Regions from separate parts of the Mus musculus genome. Here regions 2, 3, 4, 5, 6 and 7 are each linked to region 1. Evidence: chromatin contacts called from public Hi-C, HiChIP or PLAC-seq and promoter capture Hi-C data. All regions are on one chromosome and are shown on one strand. Each heading gives the region's core, a stretch centred on a gene start, on an enhancer-like site or on the middle of the called end of the contact. The rest is flanking DNA. Distances are from core to core; before and after follow the strand shown. Region 1 holds the start of Unc5c (unc-5 netrin receptor C). Region 2 has its middle 80 kb from the start of Gm32693. Region 3 has its middle 210 kb from the start of Mir7j. Region 4 has its middle 330 kb from the start of Mir7j. Region 5 overlaps Stpg2 (sperm tail PG rich repeat containing 2). Region 6 has its middle 63 kb from the start of Gm32693. Region 7 has its middle 110 kb from the start of Gm32693.

The links. Promoter capture Hi-C pulls out the DNA fragments that hold promoters and counts their contacts. A called contact is a pair of places that touch in the nucleus more often than the background predicts. HiChIP or PLAC-seq counts read pairs in DNA pulled down with a chosen protein or histone mark.
Region 2: a contact with region 1 is called in a promoter capture Hi-C map of second pharyngeal arch cranial neural crest, with 6 times the contacts expected there. The contact joins the enhancer-like site here to the promoter of Unc5c in region 1. A contact is called at or near these places in 5 of 39 promoter capture datasets (cranial neural crest, hippocampal neurons, maxillary cranial neural crest and 2 more), 1 of 484 Hi-C or Micro-C datasets (the N1E-115 cell line) and 6 of 115 datasets of contacts at active chromatin or transcription factors (astrocytes, craniofacial prominence, embryonic forebrain and 3 more).
Region 3: a Hi-C map of cerebellum shows a contact between it and region 1, with 1.7 times the contacts expected there. The contact joins the enhancer-like site here to the promoter of Unc5c in region 1. A contact is called at or near these places in 2 of 39 promoter capture datasets (hippocampal neurons and pre-B cells), 2 of 484 Hi-C or Micro-C datasets (both in cerebellum) and 2 of 115 datasets of contacts at active chromatin or transcription factors (embryonic forebrain and embryonic midbrain).
Region 4: an H3K4me3 HiChIP or PLAC-seq map of neural tube shows a contact between it and region 1, with 7 times the contacts expected there. The contact joins the enhancer-like site here to the promoter of Unc5c in region 1. A contact is called at or near these places in 4 of 39 promoter capture datasets (the C10 cell line, cranial neural crest, hippocampal neurons and 1 more) and 4 of 115 datasets of contacts at active chromatin or transcription factors (embryonic forebrain, embryonic limb bud, neural progenitor cells and 1 more).
Region 5: a contact with region 1 is called in a Hi-C map of cerebellar granule neurons, with 4 times the contacts expected there. The contact joins the enhancer-like site here to the promoter of Unc5c in region 1. A contact is called at or near these places in 7 of 39 promoter capture datasets (the 3T3-L1 cell line, cranial neural crest, frontonasal cranial neural crest and 4 more), 7 of 484 Hi-C or Micro-C datasets (cerebellar granule neurons, cerebellum, cerebral cortex and 1 more) and 8 of 115 datasets of contacts at active chromatin or transcription factors (SST interneurons, astrocytes, craniofacial prominence and 5 more).
Region 6: a promoter capture Hi-C map of hippocampal neurons shows a contact between it and region 1, with 6 times the contacts expected there. The contact joins the enhancer-like site here to the promoter of Unc5c in region 1. A contact is called at or near these places in 4 of 39 promoter capture datasets (hippocampal neurons, maxillary cranial neural crest, pre-B cells and 1 more) and 4 of 115 datasets of contacts at active chromatin or transcription factors (embryonic forebrain, embryonic limb bud, forebrain and 1 more).
Region 7: a contact with region 1 is called in a promoter capture Hi-C map of hippocampal neurons, with 5 times the contacts expected there. The contact joins the enhancer-like site here to the promoter of Unc5c in region 1. A contact is called at or near these places in 4 of 39 promoter capture datasets (hippocampal neurons, maxillary cranial neural crest, pre-B cells and 1 more), 3 of 484 Hi-C or Micro-C datasets (cerebellar granule neurons and cerebellum) and 3 of 115 datasets of contacts at active chromatin or transcription factors (SST interneurons, astrocytes and forebrain).

Annotation. Positions count from the first base shown.
Region 1 is chr3:141,464,279-141,466,978 of GRCm38.p6, reverse strand. Unc5c (unc-5 netrin receptor C) reads right to left here and starts at 1,415. Exons shown (of 16, transcript NM_009472.4): 1 at 1,142-1,415. The coding sequence starts at 1,265.
Region 2 is chr3:139,859,673-139,862,372 of GRCm38.p6, reverse strand. No RefSeq gene overlaps it. Among named protein-coding and RNA genes, the nearest start is that of Gm32693, 80 kb to the right of the region's middle. Within about 2 kb of position 1,427, at least 62 of the 459 cell types and tissues checked have an H3K27ac peak or open chromatin away from gene starts, as enhancers often do. A contact at or near this core is called in craniofacial prominence, embryonic limb bud, neural tube and 1 more, where this site is marked.
Region 3 is chr3:140,238,198-140,240,897 of GRCm38.p6, reverse strand. No RefSeq gene overlaps it. Among named protein-coding and RNA genes, the nearest start is that of Mir7j, 210 kb to the right of the region's middle. Within about 2 kb of position 1,362, at least 2 of the 459 cell types and tissues checked have an H3K27ac peak or open chromatin away from gene starts, as enhancers often do. A contact at or near this core is called in cerebellum, where this site is marked.
Region 4 is chr3:140,357,331-140,360,030 of GRCm38.p6, reverse strand. No RefSeq gene overlaps it. Among named protein-coding and RNA genes, the nearest start is that of Mir7j, 330 kb to the right of the region's middle. Within about 2 kb of position 1,315, at least 1 of the 459 cell types and tissues checked has an H3K27ac peak or open chromatin away from gene starts, as enhancers often do. A contact at or near this core is called in neural tube, where this site is marked.
Region 5 is chr3:139,508,143-139,510,842 of GRCm38.p6, reverse strand. All of the region lies in intron 11 of Stpg2 (sperm tail PG rich repeat containing 2), which reads right to left. Among named protein-coding and RNA genes, the nearest start is that of Gm24260, 92 kb to the right of the region's middle. Within about 2 kb of position 1,407, at least 18 of the 459 cell types and tissues checked have an H3K27ac peak or open chromatin away from gene starts, as enhancers often do. A contact at or near this core is called in cerebellar granule neurons and cerebellum, where this site is marked.
Region 6 is chr3:139,841,968-139,844,667 of GRCm38.p6, reverse strand. No RefSeq gene overlaps it. Among named protein-coding and RNA genes, the nearest start is that of Gm32693, 63 kb to the right of the region's middle. Within about 2 kb of position 1,382, at least 9 of the 459 cell types and tissues checked have an H3K27ac peak or open chromatin away from gene starts, as enhancers often do. A contact at or near this core is called in hippocampal neurons, where this site is marked.
Region 7 is chr3:139,885,116-139,887,815 of GRCm38.p6, reverse strand. No RefSeq gene overlaps it. Among named protein-coding and RNA genes, the nearest start is that of Gm32693, 110 kb to the right of the region's middle. Within about 2 kb of position 1,260, at least 40 of the 459 cell types and tissues checked have an H3K27ac peak or open chromatin away from gene starts, as enhancers often do. A contact at or near this core is called in cerebellar granule neurons, cerebellum and hippocampal neurons, where this site is marked.

The DNA of each region.
Region 1 (2,700 bases), core at 166-2,665:
AACCAGTCTGTGAGCATCATGGAAGGAGGGTTGCTGCTCCTCCCCCCAAACTCTCCAAATTCACAAAGAAGTGTGTGTGTGTGTGTGTGTGTGTGTGTGTGTGTGTAGAAAAGGGAAGGTCTCTGAGCTGGTTCTGAATTGTTGCCTCTCTCTCCAGGCAAAGCTGTGTTGCCTTCTGGCTATAGACAATAAATAAATAAATAAATAAATAAATAAATAAATAAATAAATCTTTAAAATGGCAAAGAAGGATCTGGGTGGGAACTGGTTTGAATAAGTCTGGGAGCTGCACCTCCCTCTAAAACTCAATGAACAAGAAAGAAGCCTCCAAGATGAACCTCAGTCTAGGTGTCTTCCCTCTACCCGTACAAGACATTCCCAACTCTGGACCACTGTCCTCCTACTCCGGCTTTGCTCAGAGTGCCACACACTTCGAGGCTTACACGCATTAAAATGTCAGTTATAAACTGGTTAGCAGCGTCCTTTCCCCCAGAGAGTTGCAGATTTGGTTCGAACAGCTAGAGTCACCCACTAGAGCTGTGGTTTTGAAGTTTTTCAAGGATCGCCTGTCCGGAGCGGGACACGAAGAGGTTGTGAGTGGAGAAGCAGGCACACCCGGAGCCTGTCCTTTCTGGGCGAATTGAGCATCTCCATAGCGCCCCATCAGCAGTCTAGGGGCACCAGCGCCTATGGGTCCTTGGCGGTAATGGACATATTTCCTTAGCGGAGGTGGAAGAAAACCCTGCAAGCGCAGCCATCGCGCACAGCGAGAAGCCTCGGCACACTACACATATTGGGGCACATACCACAACGCCACTATCAGTGCCTCTGGAAACCCCCGGCTACACAATATTCAAAACCGTGCGTCTGTGGGTCTGAAAGTGCAAAAGACACTCCAGGATCCCACAGGCACCGAGACAGCAGCTACACTTAACACACCCCGGGTCCATCCTTACCCAGATCCAGAGCTAAGACTGAAAATCTGGTTTCTTAACTAGTTGGGAAAGTGGGATTTAAAGTGGTTTCCATTGGGGGCAACTAGGCAGGTGAGGAATCAAGGAGCGCCGGGGACAAATAGAGGTAGAAGAGAGGGAAGACAGAAGCAAAGGGAGGTGACTGCCGCGCCCTGAAGACCCTCTTACCTTGAGCGGCGGAGCCGGTGCCACTGGCGCTTAGCAGGGCCAGGGCAGGTAACACAAGCATCTGCAGCAAGTATCCTAGTCCCAGTCCGCAGCGGGCCGCTGTCGCCCTCAGACCTTTCCTCATCGTCGGCAGAGGTGTACGGGGAAGGGAAACGCCACCAGGAGACGCGCAAACAGCCGAAAGCCCAGCCAGGCAGGAGGCTGGATCCGGCCACCGCCAGGCAGTCCTGAGAAATAACAGCAGCCTGAGCGCCACACTCCACTTTCTCCAAGGGCAGGGGCCAAAGGGGGTGGAGAGGAGCCTCCGAGGAGGAGTTTGAAGGTCCCTCGTCCACTGCGCCTAGCCACTGACGTCTCCCGGCTGCTAATGCTCTGCCCCCACTCGGGAAGTGCTGGGAGGTGTAGCGCGGCCACCACCACAGCTCCCGCAGCTCCGCCGCCAGCCGAGCGGGCGCTGCTCTCGGGTCCCCGCGCCCGCTCGGATCGCACAGGCGCCGGGGATGGGGAGGTGGCAAGAGCGGGAGGAGTGGCGAGCCAGCGAGGCGCTCCCCGCTCTGATCCTTGCGCTTCTGTGCCGGAGAGACTCCCGGGCTGCCGCCCGCCCGCCGACGGTCCAGCGACTGTCGCCTCCAGGAGTGGGGCGAGCGGGGGTCCTGGGTGGCGCTCGCAGAGGAGGCGTGGAGGGCGCGGCCCCACTCCGCGCGGGGGGAAGCGGCGGCGGGAGCGCGCTCGCCCGCCTTATGTAAGCGAGGATGGAGCGAAATCCACGCCTCGCGCGGAAGGTGGAGTCCACTGGGTTCACTTGCTCACTTGCTCACTCGCTCCGGCGCTGACAAGGGACACCTGGGGGCAGAGGCAACTGCGGCCAGGGGCAGCACAGTCTCCCCGCCTGGCGCCAGACTCCTGCTCCGCAAGCGCTGCGGGCACGCCTCAGGCCACTTGGCGGTGTCCAGCGGAGCTCAGCCCACCGCCTGGCAGTGTCCCTGAGCCGGCCAAGCCTAAGCCAGATGCCCCAGGACTGCTCTCGCTCTAGGATTTAGGGAGTTGCGCTTGATTGAGCCGGAGGCGGGCTGGAACTTGTTCGCATAGATGGGAAAGAAGGCAAGAAGCATTTGTAGTGGCTCAGCCCACTATCTTTGGGTTGTCAGCGCCAGTCAGGCTGTTTTATGCTCTGCGAGCCGGTGACCTATTTGTGGTGGAACAAAAACTGGAAATCAATGGAAACTCCCTCGGTACTGATTTTTTTTTTTTTTTTTTTTTGCTTGTTCATCTTGGTGGCTGCTGAGATTGAACATTTAAAGAGTGCCGCGGCAAAACCAAGAGAACCCCCCCCCCCCCAAAAAAAAAAAAAAAAGAACAAAATTTGCAGATGCTCAACTTGATGTTGGAACCTATAACTTAGTCTCCAAATTCTTAAGAGCGAGGAGAGAGGACTAAATCTGCTTCAGTACAGAAAGACATTTTGGGGAGTAGTTAGGTTGTGAATTCGTGATAAAAGGATGAAGGAGGAGTGTGAGGAGGAGTGGGTAAAACAAGCCCAGCCTAGACAAAAGGAAGGC
Region 2 (2,700 bases), core at 178-2,677, 1.6 Mb after region 1:
GCTAAAACAAACAGGTTTTTCGTATTCTCTTTCTTTCCTGCTTCCCACTCTCAGACAATGTAAGAAAAACGTGAAACCTAAATTTCGCTTTAAGAAGACCGTGATGGCTGAGAGTGGAGTTGGGCAGTTCTGAGTGACTGATGAGGACAGTACTCTCCTGCACGCTGTAGACGCACGCGTGCCTAGGTAGAGTTCAAGGCCCACTTTTATTTCCATCCATTTCTATGCTTTCATAATCGCATGTTCTCGCTCACTGAGCACTTACTTTTGAAAAATGGTATTTTAACACTCGACTGTCTCTTCAGCAAAAGTCATTTTATTGAAATAATAAAACAGACTGTATCCTGCTGAGCATGATATTCTGCAAGAAGACAGGGAAGGAACGGGGACGCACCTGACGTGGATGGGTTTGAGTGCATACAAACAAAATGTCAAGGGATAAGCATAAATGCCCCCCAAACTACATACCAATGTGTGTCCTTTACAGTGAGGGAATAGACAAAGAAGGGATATTCAAACAAGGAAGCTGGACACCATGTCATCCCTATATATGGGCTTTATCATTTCTCACTCGCCAGGCAGCTCTGAGGGTCACTAGTCGATTGTGTAGATGAATGAGACAGTAAAGACAGAGGTGACGTGATGGAAGAGGAGCCTTAGATGCCCATTTAGTGTGTTCATCAACTGCATGTGCTTCTGATAGAGAAAGAGCCAAATAAAACCCTTTCACTTCTGCAGGTATTTTTCTACCTGGAGAAGAAAGCAGGACGCACAAACAATAATAATAATATAGAAAGGCCAGCAGAATAACAAATAAGCACACACAGGCACTTTGGATCCTTTCTGAAACAACAGAATAGACTTTAAAAAGCTGTAAAGACAATAAAAATTCAGCCATTGTGAAGGAAGGGAAGGCTGAGCCGCAATAAAGGCAGTCAATAAAGAAGCTCTCTCATTTAAACATCAAATGCACATTGTTTTGCAACACCTGTTAGTCAGCCATAATAGCTTTCTTAACCTGTCAAAGTGTTTAAGCTGAGGAAAAGAAATGGGCCTCCAGCTGTGCAGTTCTGTAGAGAAAGCCTGTGCCGAGCGATATTAGTTTAATGAAATGTGTACAGATTGTAATTGTGGTAATAAGAGGGCAATTCCCCGAGGTGCTGTAGGAAGGCGGTGAGCTCAGCCAGGCAGAAAACAGAAGCGCACAGTCTGAGGAGAGAAAATATGGCCTGCTTGGGAGAAAAACGCAGGATTGAGTGGAAGAGAAAGAGGAATCCAGTAGGGAGGTTTACCTCAGGCCAAGTCTACAAAGGGTTAAACCCCTTCCTGGAAGCTCTGGAAGTGACCCAGTGCTAATGTGAGTCAGGTTTCAGGCAACACTGCAGGGACTTCAGACCAGAGGCCAGCAGACCCTCAGTCCTCAACAAGATGACCCGGGAACTCAGTCAGACTGAGAGTCGATGGACAATTGCAAGCAGGTGGGGATCAAGGTACAGTTACACACAAAGAAATAAAAAGAAACTAAGAATGAAATAAGCGCTGGCTGTTTGCTTTTGTGTTTATCTAGGCGTCAGTCTGGGAGGGGTAAGCACATTTTAGGAGCATCACTGAAAGCAAGAACTACTTTTGTTGGGTACCCCATAGCCAATGCTCCAGTGTTTTAAAATGCCTCAGTCTTTTAAAGTTCCCAGAGGAGACACGCAATGCTGAGCCCTCAAGGAGAATCAGCAATGCCGGTTGGATATCAGAAACAAAGACTGGTAAGTTACTGGAAGCCTAGGGTAACAGAGCCTAGTGTTCAGCAGTCCAGGGAGACCCAGTCATAAGGCGCCATTCAACCCTTGCGAGTTTTACTCTGAGGCTCCACAGGGTCTCAGGAAGCGTGTCAGAGAAAGCCTCTCTTGTTCTTCTAGCAAAGAGTGAAATATGAGCCGTTTTGAAATAAGCCAGAACATCCTGTTTTCCTCAACAAGGTCTGCCCTCAAGAGAGACTTTTTACAGAAAGTCTCATGTTATGACTGCGTTTTATCAGCCCGTAACTGAACTGAGGAGAGGAAATCCCTAACAGAGCCATCACACCTCACATCTCAAGAACACCGAGAAGCACTTGTGCCCTTTACATCCTTCTGGTGCACACTCTTAATCAGAAACTAAGACCCGAACGTGGGACTTTGGAATATGTTCCTTCTTGCCACATGCCCTAAAGCCCAACCTACAGGGCCTTTTAACTCAGCACATTATGTCTGACTGCTCACAAAGGCTCAGTAGGATGCCAGGCTCGCCTATAATCCCAGCTCTTTCGAGGGTGTGCGGAAAGATCCAGAGTCCGTGGCTAGCCCGAGCTATGTTGTAAGACGCCGTCTCAAATAAAGTGAAAGAAAAAAATTACAAGATTTTTTTTCAGATTGTAATTATTACCTTACAGGTATTAAGGGTTAAGGAAGAGTCCATGCAGTAATAGAAACTGAGAGACAGACATTCCAAGAAGGCCCACAAGGAAATGTTAGAAACCAAAAGTGTTTGCTGTATTGGAAGTGGAGAGTGTCATGATGGACTCCTTAGTAGAGTGGACTCAGCTAGGAAAGGAACTCTGAGCCTGAGGAAATTTTAATAGAAAATTCAAAATCTAAACGGGGGGGGGGGGGAACAACTAGAAAACCCTTTCAGGGAATGTGCAACAACCATAAGATCCAAGAAACG
Region 3 (2,700 bases), core at 113-2,612, 1.2 Mb after region 1:
CAGGGGTGGAGGCCAGTTCAGTAATCGTAGTTCAGTTGCATTCAGGCAATGCAATGGAGTTCAGTTCAGTGCAGTTCAGGGCAGTTCAGTTTGGTTAAGTTCAGCATGTAAGCAATTTTTACGGGGACAGTTTTTCCAAGACAGGTTGTAAAGAGAACAAGCTAGACACAGGTGAAGAACAAATTTCCAGAGTTAGTTTTAAGGCCAAGCAGAGCAATTCAGTGAGAAGGCCAGAGAAGCCAGTTTGCATCAGTCAGCTTTAGAGAGCAGTTTGAGTCAGAACAGCTGAGTTGAACTAGTCAGCCAGAGTTCAAAAAGAAATAGAAAGCTTAAGCTTATTTGGCAATAAGTCTCTTAATTACATCTGGTGAACTAAAGTTACGTTTCCAGATAAATTTCACCATAGTGCATGAAGCATTGAATCTCTTGGCACAGATCAAAAGAGGGAGGAGGAAAGAGGGAATATTTGGTTTGTTGGTTGACTTAGCAAAGATACATTTCTTTCTGGGCCAAAACCACAGCCTCATGCAGCTCTCAATGTCTTTTATCAGGATCTTGTATAACTTGAGCTCTTTCATGATAAAAGATTCACAAGGGAGTTATGCTATGAAAGATACATATCTAATATCCACACTTAAACTCTAATGTGATAGCAGTTTAAAATGTGGAGGGAAAAGTTCCAAGGAGTGAAACTTTATGAATGAAATCAGTCACTTTATGAATGGGATGGATAGAGCTAGGTAGGTCCTCTTGCCCTTCTACTTGCTGCCTTGTGAGGAGCACCAAGAGGAACTTCCTCAGTAGCCAGAGGATGGCATCTCAATCTTTCACTTCCCAACCACCAGAATAAATTGTTTTCATTCTGGTATTTTGTCATAGTACAAATGTTGAGACAAGTATAAACCTGTGAGTTGAGTCTTTCAACTCAAGCAGCAGTGATATACTGACATTATGAATTTTATCATTTACATGAGAGCAAGCCATTTTTTTAATTTTCTGAGTCTCAAGTCCTATAAAGTTTAGACATTAAAGACTCAGTTCAGTTATGAATATAGGAAATTGACTTCTATTCATTAACAAAGGGCATTTTAAATTTATATGTGCACAGAAGTGTAAGCAGTTCCCAATACAAAACATAAAGATTCTCCTTAGTGCTGATTGCTATTGTATGTTACCTTCACACATTAGGACAATTCTACAGATGGGTTATGATAACCCACGTAGATTCTCCTCAATTTGTTGAGGAGGCATTAAATCATAGTTAACCTTCTGTGAATTACATGTATCCTAAACAAATCTACATCTAACAACCCTTACCTGCCACATGTCCTTACTTAACAGCATGGCCACTATAAAGCCTGTCACCCTAGTGCACTTGTCACCCTGGTCCATCTGTCACCCTAGTGCAGTGATGCCTGACTCAGGTGCTGTTCACTGCCATTGGCCAGTTTCCAAAGGAAACCTTGGAATACTTGTTGTTTGTTTGGCCAAGATTCAGATTTTAAAGTCTGATGTCTACTGAATCCATTTTTCTTCCACAGCATTGAAAACTGAAACGAAAACCTTAAAGCTGGCAGCCATCTGAATTAAACATAGATTTCTTTTTTTTTTACTCTCTTGATTGTATTTAATTCTGCTAAAAGCCCATACATGCCTATTTATTTATATATTTGCAAATAATGTATCACAATATTAACCTAGAGGCATACCATCATTGTCCAGTGGAACAATGAAAGAAGTGTCTCTCAGAATGTACACATACCTTATGAAAACATTGTTCTCATTTATCAAAGGGAGGCAATAAATTGCTTTGTGTTGCCTTTGTTTTCAGCCACCCCACCTGACAACCCAGCTTTACTCTGCACAGCACCGAGTGAAGGGTTTCACAACTACAAATCCCAAACCACAACGCTCCTGTACATGTTCCAGGGTACAATGCACCTAGCAAAAAATATTTAAAATGGTGTCTCTCTTGAGGCACAATTTGCAATTTGAAGCAAGTTTTTCCATGTGTGAAAAGCAGATACTGACAAATATTTCCCAGTTTCCAGTGGGGAAATCAAAGATCATGTTCTTAGAAGCTACAGATTTTCTCATGTATATTCTTCTTAAGTTTTTTTCTCCCTGCCTCTCTCTGCCTGCTAGGGAACGTGAAACTGACAAAACACAGGTGGTTAGAACTTGATGCATACTAATTGAAAACTCAGCATGTAGCTATCCTTTCCATTGATATTTTATTTTATATTGTACAGATATATTTTCACATATGTCCACTATGCAATGATGGTCACACTAGGTGGAAACATTTGGGGCTAAAGTTTTTCTACAGAGACAATTTATGTGGCATTTCCCACATTGGGGCATATGGGAATTTTAGTAACTAGAAGGGATATTTCAGCAAGCATGGGGCCTGTCAGAGTGTGTTACACGAGATCTTCCATCTAAATGTAATGACTGTTGGCTTGGTGTTTTTGTGGGACTCCTAACAGTGGGAGCAGAAGTGTGTCGATAAGACTTCTTTACTCCAATTTCATTGCCACATCAACCTCATCAATATGAGGGATTTTGTCTTTTCATATGGTCTCTGTGTTGTCAGGTTTTGTTATTGTCTCTTGGAGGCATGCTCTTTTCTGCTGGGAAAGGGAGGGAGACTAGATCCATTGGACAGGAGAGATGAAGGGACTGGGAGGAAGAGAGAGA
Region 4 (2,700 bases), core at 66-2,565, 1.1 Mb after region 1:
ATAAACAACACAATGGACACATAGCATGTTCAAAGTTACTTTTTTCTCATGGACATTCAGTTTGAAATTTTCTCTAGATCTTACTGAGTATATTATACCACACAAAGTGACAATTTTAGAATTATTTCTGATCACTCTTTCAAACCCTTTTCATTAGGTTTAATGATTTCTACATTTTTTAATTGACTCTTAATTCTTGAGGTTCCACATTTATACACATAACAATATTATGGATTGTTATCATTTCCTTGTGGTATTAATGCAATATTTTTCTAATTTACTATAATTTTCCTTCTACATTATTCCAGTTACCTATTTTCTAGAGTTCTAGACTTTCAAATCACCTCTATGAGATCTCTAAACCATGGAAAATTTAATTCAGACACATAGTACCTGTACACAGGTCTCTACTGTCCTATCAAATAAAAAGCACATGAAACGCACACCCAAACACCTTGAATGCACACGTTCTCACAAACACCCTCTGTGAAGCCTGCTTTTCCAATAGTATTCTCCAGGTGAATAAATGTCTCATTTATTGGCAAGGCACATAATTTTGAAATTAACCTCAATTCATCACTATGGGTATGTTCTTTTCATGACTGACCAACGTTTTGTAACTGAGATGTGTCTCATACTGCGAATTAATTAAATTACAGACCTTTATGAAATTGGTTTCAGGTAAGTATTGAAGCTTCAGATTTTAATGGAGAGTTGGCAGGATCCATGGAGTGAGTACTACACTTAGAAAAACAAATATCTGCAAACCTCTGTATAGCCCAGCCACTAAGCCCTCTCTCAGAATTCATCAGTTTGCACTTTCCATTTCACTGGCTCATCTCCTGGCACCTTACCCCTTTCATTCCCTTATTATTCCAGTTTTGTCATTGGCACATCCTTTCACATATACAGTTTTGATTATTTAGCATTTATTCAAAAACCCTATTCTCTTCTTACATGTTATAGTCATCCATTCAAAATATTTGTCTGGAAGTTTTTCAGAACATGCTCATTGGGGTTCTTTAACTATGGAACTGGTCATTTTGGGGGAAGGATATATTGTCATGGTTTCCTGTGTTACCTTTGTTTCTGCAGTTGGCCTTGTACATTCTAAACTGGTGGTTGAGTATTGTTTGTTTCCTTTTGTTCAAATCACATTACTTTTCTTCAGTGGTAGCATGTTCAAATATTAAGAAAGGCCTAAGTTAAAACGCTGTTGCAAATTCTTCCCTCTGTGGACCTCCTATGATATGCTGCAGAAGTGGGCCCCACAAGGCACAAGACAAATGTGAGATCCAAGAAGAGCTGGTGTGCCTTAGGGTATTAGGAACAGTGAAGCCTGTCTGTGGTCACTGAGAAGCAAATTCCTAGAGTAGCTAGGCAATCTATCAATTCTTACATCCCTTAAACCACGACATCTATTAATCAACTTCAAAAAACTTTTTGATCTCACTGGACCACATGAAACAGATCTCTGAAGTGGAAACTTAAGGGTGCTTTGGAAAGTCAGTTGTGTTGGATGGTGTTTTGCTGGGGGCAAAGACATGAAGAACAATTCCCTGAAGCAGACACAGGTAAAAGGGTGTTCTGCTAAAGCAAGCACGTAAAATGATATGTGATGAAGTGTTCTTCATTAATAACACACATGTATTTGTCTGCCTTACACTGTGAAATTGAGCTCCATTTATTTGGACTCCATAAAGAGAAATGCACCACAAAACTTCTGGTGGTCTAATGCAGTTTCTTGCTGCTTCCTCAGAGTGATGTCAGCTGAGGCAAGACACAATGTTGAGGCAAGACATGTGGTGATGCAAGATCAGTGAAGAACACATGAGGTTTACAGGGAGTATAATCAGAACTCAAAGGGCATGGAGGGAAACTTGAGCTTGGTTCTACTGGTCCAGTTAGCTGCAATGTTTGTGGATCTTCACTTCACTGTTCACTTCTCTGAGAGAGGCACACCTGAGAAGTTTTCCTGGCATTCCTGTTGGCCCCGGTCCTTACTGCTGCCTTGAGCCAAGGCTGAGGCTTAGATGTCTCTGCTAATTAGTGCCACTGTTCCCGATTCGTGTTTGCTATCTTGATTCTGCTGAACTGGACTGCCGGTATATCCATGAAGTGCTTGCTAGTGGATCAAGCTGCTCCTGCTGACATGTGAACTGAACATGTAGCCTTTATATTTTAATATGCCTTAATCAGCTCAGTGGCTGGGCTACTTATTTACTAATCAAAACCAACTGGGGGCAGGGTTTCCTCAGTTGCTTATGAGTGGGTGTGTAGATTCTCATGCAGTTTTGAGGGCCAGATTAACATGATACAAGTGGCATTAGGCCAAATCCACAACACTAAACAGCTGATTTCATGACAAAGCAGATGGGATTTGCCTCAAAGATCCATTTCTAAACAGGTCCACTTCTGCCATATCCTTTCTTTCCCACTACCTCTGGTGAGTGGTGGGCGAGAAGGGAGGTTAAACCATTTAAGAGCATTATTAAAAGGAGAATTTGAAAAAAAATTAAAGTTACAGATCTCTACCCTGAACAAGGTAGCAAACACAATGTGTCCTGTCTTGTTAATCATAATGAGCTGTACCAGGCTGAGCTTTTTCATAAGGAGTGTTCTCCAAGACAAGCAGTGAGAAAACAAAACTCACTATGATCAAGCCATTTTACCATTATCATTTGGGAAAAGAAAATTTAC
Region 5 (2,700 bases), core at 158-2,657, 2.0 Mb after region 1:
TGAATTCAGAAATCCACCTGCCTCTGCCTCCCAAGTGCTGGGATTAAAGGTGTGTGCCACCACTACCAGACCTTATTTCTATATCAATGTTAAAATCATATTCAGATTGTTCTCTACATGTGACTTTGTAAGTACTTTAAGGACAATTGTTTTAAAGACAGAAGAAGCGATAGAGACTGGAATTGTAGAAGCAGGAGTGGGACTCGCATTGAGCAATGTTTTTGATAGTTCTGAATTTTTCAGACATGTCCTTCTACCTCAATCTTGGGACAATTTTGTAAACATATTTCATAATTCTTTGAGCTTTAATCTTTTGGGGAATGACTGTATTTTTCCCTCCATTATTTTAACCTGGTGTTTTCTAAGATAGTCTTAAATCTGAACTCCAGCTCAATCCTTCTCCTTACTTGTCGTGTGACCTTGGTAAATCCTCTAAACTTGAGTTTTAGTTTGCTCCTTTGTGAAGGAGGGGTAAAATGGCCCCGAGAAGCTCAGCATTTCTCAGAGGATGAGCACAAGTCTAAGCTGATTCATCCTCAGAGTACCACTGAGCAGAAAGAAGGAAGACATCACTTCGAGGCTACAGGAAACTGAGTTCAAAGGCCACACTGTGACCTGCCTCGTCTTGTGTCTTCACATTGCCTTCAGGGTTGCTAGCACCTTTGCAAACACCACAGTTGCCAGAGGAATGTCAAATTAACTAAATGAAAATGACCTGATCCCCCTGAATGTGGTATGTTCCTAATAGGTGAATGGTTATAATAAGCTGGAGTAAAACTGACAAATTATTGAATTTTGCCACTGGGTATACTTTCCATTTTATACCTATACTTTAAAAGTTCAAAGTATAAACACACCTAAAGAAAACAAAAAAATGCCACAGTTCTAAAACCCTTTTAACTGCCACAGTGCCTGATATCTGGGCTGCTACACGCGACTGCTTTCTAATCCCATTCAACTGACAATGAGACAAAAACCGAGGGGTAAGTGTTGTTCTCCCTGAATCCAAACCCTGTGCTCCATTTGATGGGGAAGGCTGCCTCTCTGTGGCAGAATATGATTGTGTCATGTTTTCTGGGGGACAATTTTATATCTCACTACTCTTTAAACATCTAAAAATCTGCATAATGCTCAAAAGCACAAGGATTTAAATACTGTATTTTGACCATAATCATATTTTTACTTCACATTTAAAATTGTCTTTGAACCATATAAAGTAGCCTTACTCACCTAGGAAAGACGGAAATAGCATTTGTACAAGTAACAGATACCCGCTGAAATAGGCTTGCTCAAATAGAATGGTCACATTAGCTGTCTCTTTTGAAAATAGAAGTCATTATTCACTTTACACTGAGTGACCTCTACTGGTCAGAAAGACACATTAATAGACATCATATCCACCAGAAAGCAGCTGGTATCTTAATTTTGCCAACAACTGACTCATATATACTGTGTCATGCATGTTGCCTGCTAGTCACTTACAATAAAATCGTACTGAGATGTACCATAGCTCAGATACTGAAGCCAAGCACACAGATCAAGTAAATACATTTTAAAATCCTGGTTTCTTGTTCTTCCTCATGGTGACCATTTTTACTTGAAAGAAAAGTATGCATAAAAGGTCTTACTGTATAGGATGCTTAGGTAAGAAGCATACTCTATAACAAATGGGGTTTCAATATTTTGATATTGTTAACTATACAACAGCTGAAAAACAAACTGTTTCTCTCCATCATAAACATATGCTTCATTACTCTTCAGAAATAAAGGGTTTATTTAATTAAGAATAAAGACACAGAATTAACAACTACGGCTCTAAAACAGATTTTTTTTTTCAGAAACAAAGAAACTTTGATACAATAATGAGAAAGCTGCAGTAAATCTTTCCCTAAGAGGTCCATCACCAGTGTCACACAAACACCAGTGTGGAAACAGCAGGTTATTTCCCTGTGGCTTTAACAGAGGTCAAAACGTGAAGTGTACCAACAGAAACAAAAAGAGGGTTGCCTGCAAAAAGTTTTAATGAAGAATATTGTTATAAATCTTGACTGCTAATTATTATAAAATCTCCTTCCCTTCTTTATTTTTTCTCTTTTTAACGATGTCCAGGGGGTGGGGAGAAACAATTTGGTTTCTGCTTCAGCTGAAATCTATTTATATGCAAATAACTTATCCATTATTACTGTGAGAAGAGACTTGTGCATAAAGAGAGAAATAAATTATCACCAGAAGCTATTAATGAAATCTATTTCAAAACAACATTTTACAAGAGCCCTCACTCATGTAATATTTGTTTAAGCCTCGAGGGGAAATGGTGGAATTCTGCACATAGATGAAACCTGATACTACAGTATTTCCCATGTCAATTTGCTTTATATAATGCATTTATCCTTTGCTTAGAAATGATAAATGGAACTCCAGGACATCGCTTCAGAGAACTTCATCAATGAAATCAAAGTCAGTGTGTTTATCATATAATTGCCAGACTTTGGAGTTCTCTCTGTTGCGACTGTTACTACTCTCCTGGGTTTAAAACATTAATGTTCTCTTTATACTGCAATAGCAGCAATGTGCAATTAGACGAGTTTAAGAAGAACAACTTGAGTTTCAGGAGAAGAATAGGATGATGATAAGAGGCCTAGAATATAATTTGATACATCCTGTCTCTTTCCTGTTTGGATTTCTTTGTTCTTTAGCTTA
Region 6 (2,700 bases), core at 133-2,632, 1.6 Mb after region 1:
TGTTTCCTCTCTTTGAGGTCAGATTAACTATTCCTATATGCAACACATAGAAGAAATATGCATTGGCAGCAGATTCTCCTGGGGCAAACCATCCTTTCTGTCCACTGTGTTAAGCCAATTTACCATGCTTGAACATGCCTTTTGTCATTCACAACAAAAGCAAAAGGCAGCTAAACTCTGCTTAATAAATCATTTTCCGAGGCAGGAAAACTGCTCAGGAAATATGATGCCAAACATTAAGGCTAAAGTCTGAGGAGTTTTCATCAGGAGTTCATCCAGTCTCCCCATGGCTAAAACTGGTTTAACTAAGACAAGAGTAGAAGAAGTGTCTAGACTCTAAAACAACATCACTATGTAGTTGAGGAACACTTTATTTCTGCAGAAGGGTGAGTTAGATAAATTATTTTTCTATAGAGAATGATGTGTAATTGTACAAATATATTTCAAAAGGATATGAACTCTAATATATGTTAGTGTCTCTCTGTTCTCCATCCCTGTCTTTCTCTGACTCTGTCTCTCTGTCTCTATGTATGTATGTATGTATGTATGTATGTATGCTTAGGCCTTAACATGATAACTTTGACCAACTTGTGCTTTCAATTGTATTAATTCAGTTTAAATGCAATAATTCTCTATCAGTAGTTACCAAACTGTACTTTGTAGAGAATTTAACATAAAAGACAGAATACCTCAGTACAAGAAAAGGAGTAAAAAAATCAACTTGGAACATCTCCAAAATGATAGCCAGACCCCTAAAATCCACAGTCTACAATAGAGACCGTATATCTGCTCAAAACCATGCGCTCATCCTCACACCTGCATATATACATGCACAGAAATTTGATGAACTTTCCCAATGCCAACTTCTAGCAAAATCAACTATTACTATCACTGCCAAATATGTAAGCATGCCTAACTGTTCACATCCTCACATTAAATTTTGTTTTATTATAGAAGAATGAGCTGTGCTGTATACCTGTTCGTGTGAGGTAGCGCCTGCATTCATTTCAGGCAAAACATTTTCAGGTCAAGTGATATGCTGAGAAATCCATCTTCAGGTGGTCTGGAATGAATTTCCTGGCTTGTCTTTTATCTCCTCCTCCCACCCAGCTGCTCTATGGCACTTAAAGCTTGGACATGCTTCCAAATTCTGAGTGAGGGGGACTCGAAGCTTTTGGACACGCAGGTGCTACAGTATGCAGACTCCCCTATTGCTCCCCTATTACTTTCTGATAGATGTAGGGGAGCCACAAATAATGCTGGCCAGATAGCACAGTCCTTTCCAATTTCTGAAAACGTCGTTGTTTCTTGGTCATGTGGGTAACATTGCAAAATACCATCATCCATATGGCTACTGAGAAGAACAGTGGGTTGAACTGTTTTCAGGCTTTCAGCAAGCTGTGCTTTGACAAGAACTGTCTACAGCTAGTAGAGATAAGTAGTTCTTCTGTAGCTAGTAGATGCCTTCTTGGGTTCTCTCCAATATTCTTATGTATTTAAATGAACATGCATCCTTAAAATAATGAGGGCCTTAATTTAGCTAAATGCACTTATAATAACCATAACACTTAGAGGCCAGTTACTGGGCAAAGTGATAAACATTCATTACCTCTTTTACGCAAGAATACTGAGCTGATAGAGAACATTATTTAGTACATCCCTTCTGATTGTGTTTTTATAAGCTTACTGTGAGGAAAATCATGGAATTGTGGGGCAAACTCTAAGTATGAGTAAATTTTATACCATGCTGTTAACAATAGTTCTACCATATTTATTAAACTCTCATCCTACAACAAGAAATATTCTGTCTTACTTCACTAATTTCATTAACACTTACAGTAAAACTAAGGCATATTAACTCATTTTAAGAAGATAAAAGTGCCTTTGTCCCCATGTTTCAGTCTCATGGTTGTGGGATGGTGATCTGTAGGCTAAGGAAAGGGAAAACCTGGACATGATCCTGACCACAAAACCTTTGACCTACAATCTGTCCTGCCTGCAAGATGTGCTGGGGCAATGGTGGCACAGAACTTGTGGGAGTGGTCAACTAATGCCTGGTTTGACTTGATGCCCATGGTTTGAGAGGGAGCCCATTCTGTACACTGCCTAGATGGCCATGAACAGGAGACTGCATAGCTTAAAGACATATGGTAGAATCAAACATGACTGGCTATATATGAAAGGAAGAAAGGAAGTAAAAACAAAGAAAAAGGAAAGAGAGGGGGGGAATGAAGGGAAGAAGGGAGGGAGGGAGGGAGGAAGGAAGGAAGGAAGGAAGGAAGGAAGGAAGGAAGGAAGGAAGGAAGGAAGGAAGGCAAGCAAGCGTCCCTGATGATATTCTGCTCATAGGTCTATGCCTGGTACAGTCATCAGAGAAGCTTCCTCCCACAGCAGATGGGAGCAGATACAGAGACTCACAGTCAGACAGTGTGCAGAAAGTAAAAGTGAATCTGGGGGAGAGGAGAGGTGGGGGTTATGTGGAGCGGAGAGCATGAAGAAGTGGGCAGTTAGAAACTGTGGTCAAAATCTATTGTGTAAGATATTAGTTCATGTAATTAATATAGCAGAGATTGTAGTGTGATAAGACTTAAATCCGGAATGTGATTGCAACATTCTGGGTGTTCTTGGCCACTTCAGTGTATTGACTATTAAAATATCATGGAATTCTTATGAGAAAAAAATTTTCCTAATAATATAATG
Region 7 (2,700 bases), core at 11-2,510, 1.6 Mb after region 1:
AAAAAATTCTTAAGTGTGGCATCATACTGTATAAATAGTGATTTATCTACAATACATTTTTATTAGTAATATGATTATTTATTAGGCTAATGGGTATTTCAAGGAATTGGAAATCAGAAGAATTGGTTATAGACAAGCTGAAGCCCAAATCTCTTTTACAATTGTGTGTGAAAGTAGCAGCATCGATTTGAGCTGACGTCATGTTGATGAGTTGTCTTTGTGATGAAATTCAGCTGTGGCTCAACCTACTGCTACATCTGCTGTGATGACTCTTAGCTTCAAATCTGTGACAGATTTCCAGACTTGCAGCCCATGTGCCCACCTTGGCTGACCCTTACCATGTGGCGAGAATCTTTTGTTTCCCCCTGCACTGACTAGACAAGACCAGAGCAATCTGGTTCCACCTGGCTCTCAACTCACACTGATATGCTCTATGTAATATTGTGGCTTCCTTCCAGTTTTCCTGTTTTGGTAAGGAACCTTTCAAACAACGTCTCCTCCGATAATAAGTACTTTGAGCATCAGATGTTCCAAGTGTAGAAAAGACAATTAATTAAATTGTGGAGGTATGAGAATTTGCCTATGAGAAGAAAACACATGAGATTTCACAGATATAGTAATGAATCAACAGTCTCTTTCTTTAAATGATGGCAAACACATGGGAACTTTTTAAAAATCAGTTTTGCTCTCCTTGATTCCTGCTCTTACAAGGAAAGAGCCAATTCTCTCCTGCTTTTACTCAATAAATTTCCATTCCAAGGTTACAAAGTTGAGGGTAGTCTTTTTTTTTTTTAATAATAAGAGTGTTTGGCTTCCCTGGCATTGAGAAGGTGAGGAACTGCTAGGCGTCAGGAGTTTGTTTAAAATTCTGTCTGACTAAGTGACGATGCGGACACATTGGTCCCATTGTGGTGTAACTACTAGTGTGGAAACTGTCATCTGCCAACAAGTAATGGTGGTCATAGCTCACTGCCACTCCAACTGCTCACAGTCCGGCTCAGCCTGCCTCCCTGAGCTATAGCCAGCTGTCAGGAATGACACAGCTGCCATCTTATTTACTGCCATAAGCTTTCTTGGCACTGTGGATGCAGACGCTGCTGAGATGGCGCCTGCCATTGGCTGTAAAAGGTACAGGAAAGAGAGCCTCCGAGGAACCCTGGGAAGGTGCAACATGTTCCAGCCACCTGACAGTGGAAGCAGCCGGTCCTGAGTCTCTGAGCTTGTTCTTTGTTGACTGATAAGATTGGACAAGGCACAGTAGGCCCTCCAGAACTCCTATTCAGACTGTTTTAATTGAATGCGTCACTGACAAGGCACAATCACTTGGGCTGTGGCATCTATTCCAAATGAAACAATTGTTTTAAAGTAATTGCTCTGACAAGTCGGCTGGCAGCCATGGAGGGTAAGATGCATGTGTTGCTATGAGAAGAGACAGAAAACATGTTCCCTGTAATTGCCATGACTGAGCTTTTAAACTTTCCCTTTTATTCCACATGAAATGCATCCTTTAAAAAAACCTCTGATTTGAATAAACATTGAGCAATTCTGGAGGCCCCTCTTTGCTTTTCACGTTTATTATGCGTGGAAAAGGCTTGCTTAGAGTATCTAGCCACAACATTTTACAATGGATTCAAACGGGAGGAAAAAAAGGAAGTGCGAAGGGCCCACTTATTTCTGAGTTTCGGAAAGACTCTCTCGTGGTTAGCAAGTGTTGATATAAGGATGGCAATTATGCAACATAAGACAGAAGGCCAATTACATCACCTTGTTAGCATATCCAGACCCAAATTTCCACAGTATGCAAGTGGCTTCTCCAGAGAGTCACTATGTCTACGAGAGCCAAAAGAAGCAGCTTTTTACATTTATCACACCTACACAAAGGACTGCAAGGTAAATAATCCACTCTGGTGCACAGTCTTTGTTTATCTAGAATAGAACGTGTCTCTTTTTATGTGGAAAACAATTATCATTGTAATACAGCTTTGTGAATGATTTAATATATAGAATATTGTACTATTGTATTTTATATTGTAATCTTAATATAAGAATTAACCATGTATGTATGTTTCAGATTAATAAAAAAAGCAACATTCTTACCCATCCTCAATTTTCATCATATCTTCCCACACAGAATAGTTTTCCTATGAAATCACAGCTAGCATGAAAGTTCTAATTAATTCCCCTAATGCTTTCTTATAGGAACTAGAGTTTCTCCTATGAGGTACCAGGCACATCCAGCTACTATAGAGAGAGGTTAAACCTGTGTGTTTAGTGATGATATTGCTGGGTTTGAAACCTTGATTGTGACATTGCTTCCCTAAGGAAAGGATTCTATCCATTCATTTCTGCATCTGCTCTGTAAGTATTCCATGTTGCCGTGCATGGAATGCCATTCCCAGTCTCAGGGATATAACAAGGAACAAACCAAATATGATAAAACTGCAGAAAAATTGGTTAACAAATAAAAACCATAGTTCTCGTTTGAGGTATTTGCAATAAAGAAGGATAAGATGATGGGAAATAGACAGGAGATGGAGAAGGATCAATAACATTTTAGATGGAATTGCATGGCAAGGTTTTGTTGTTATTTGTTTTGTTTTAAGTTTGGGATTTTTTGTTTTGTTTTGGGGGGGGGGGTTGCTGGTGTTTTGCTTTATTTTTGTTTGTTGTTTGTTTTGAGTTGGCATTTAGTTATTTGAA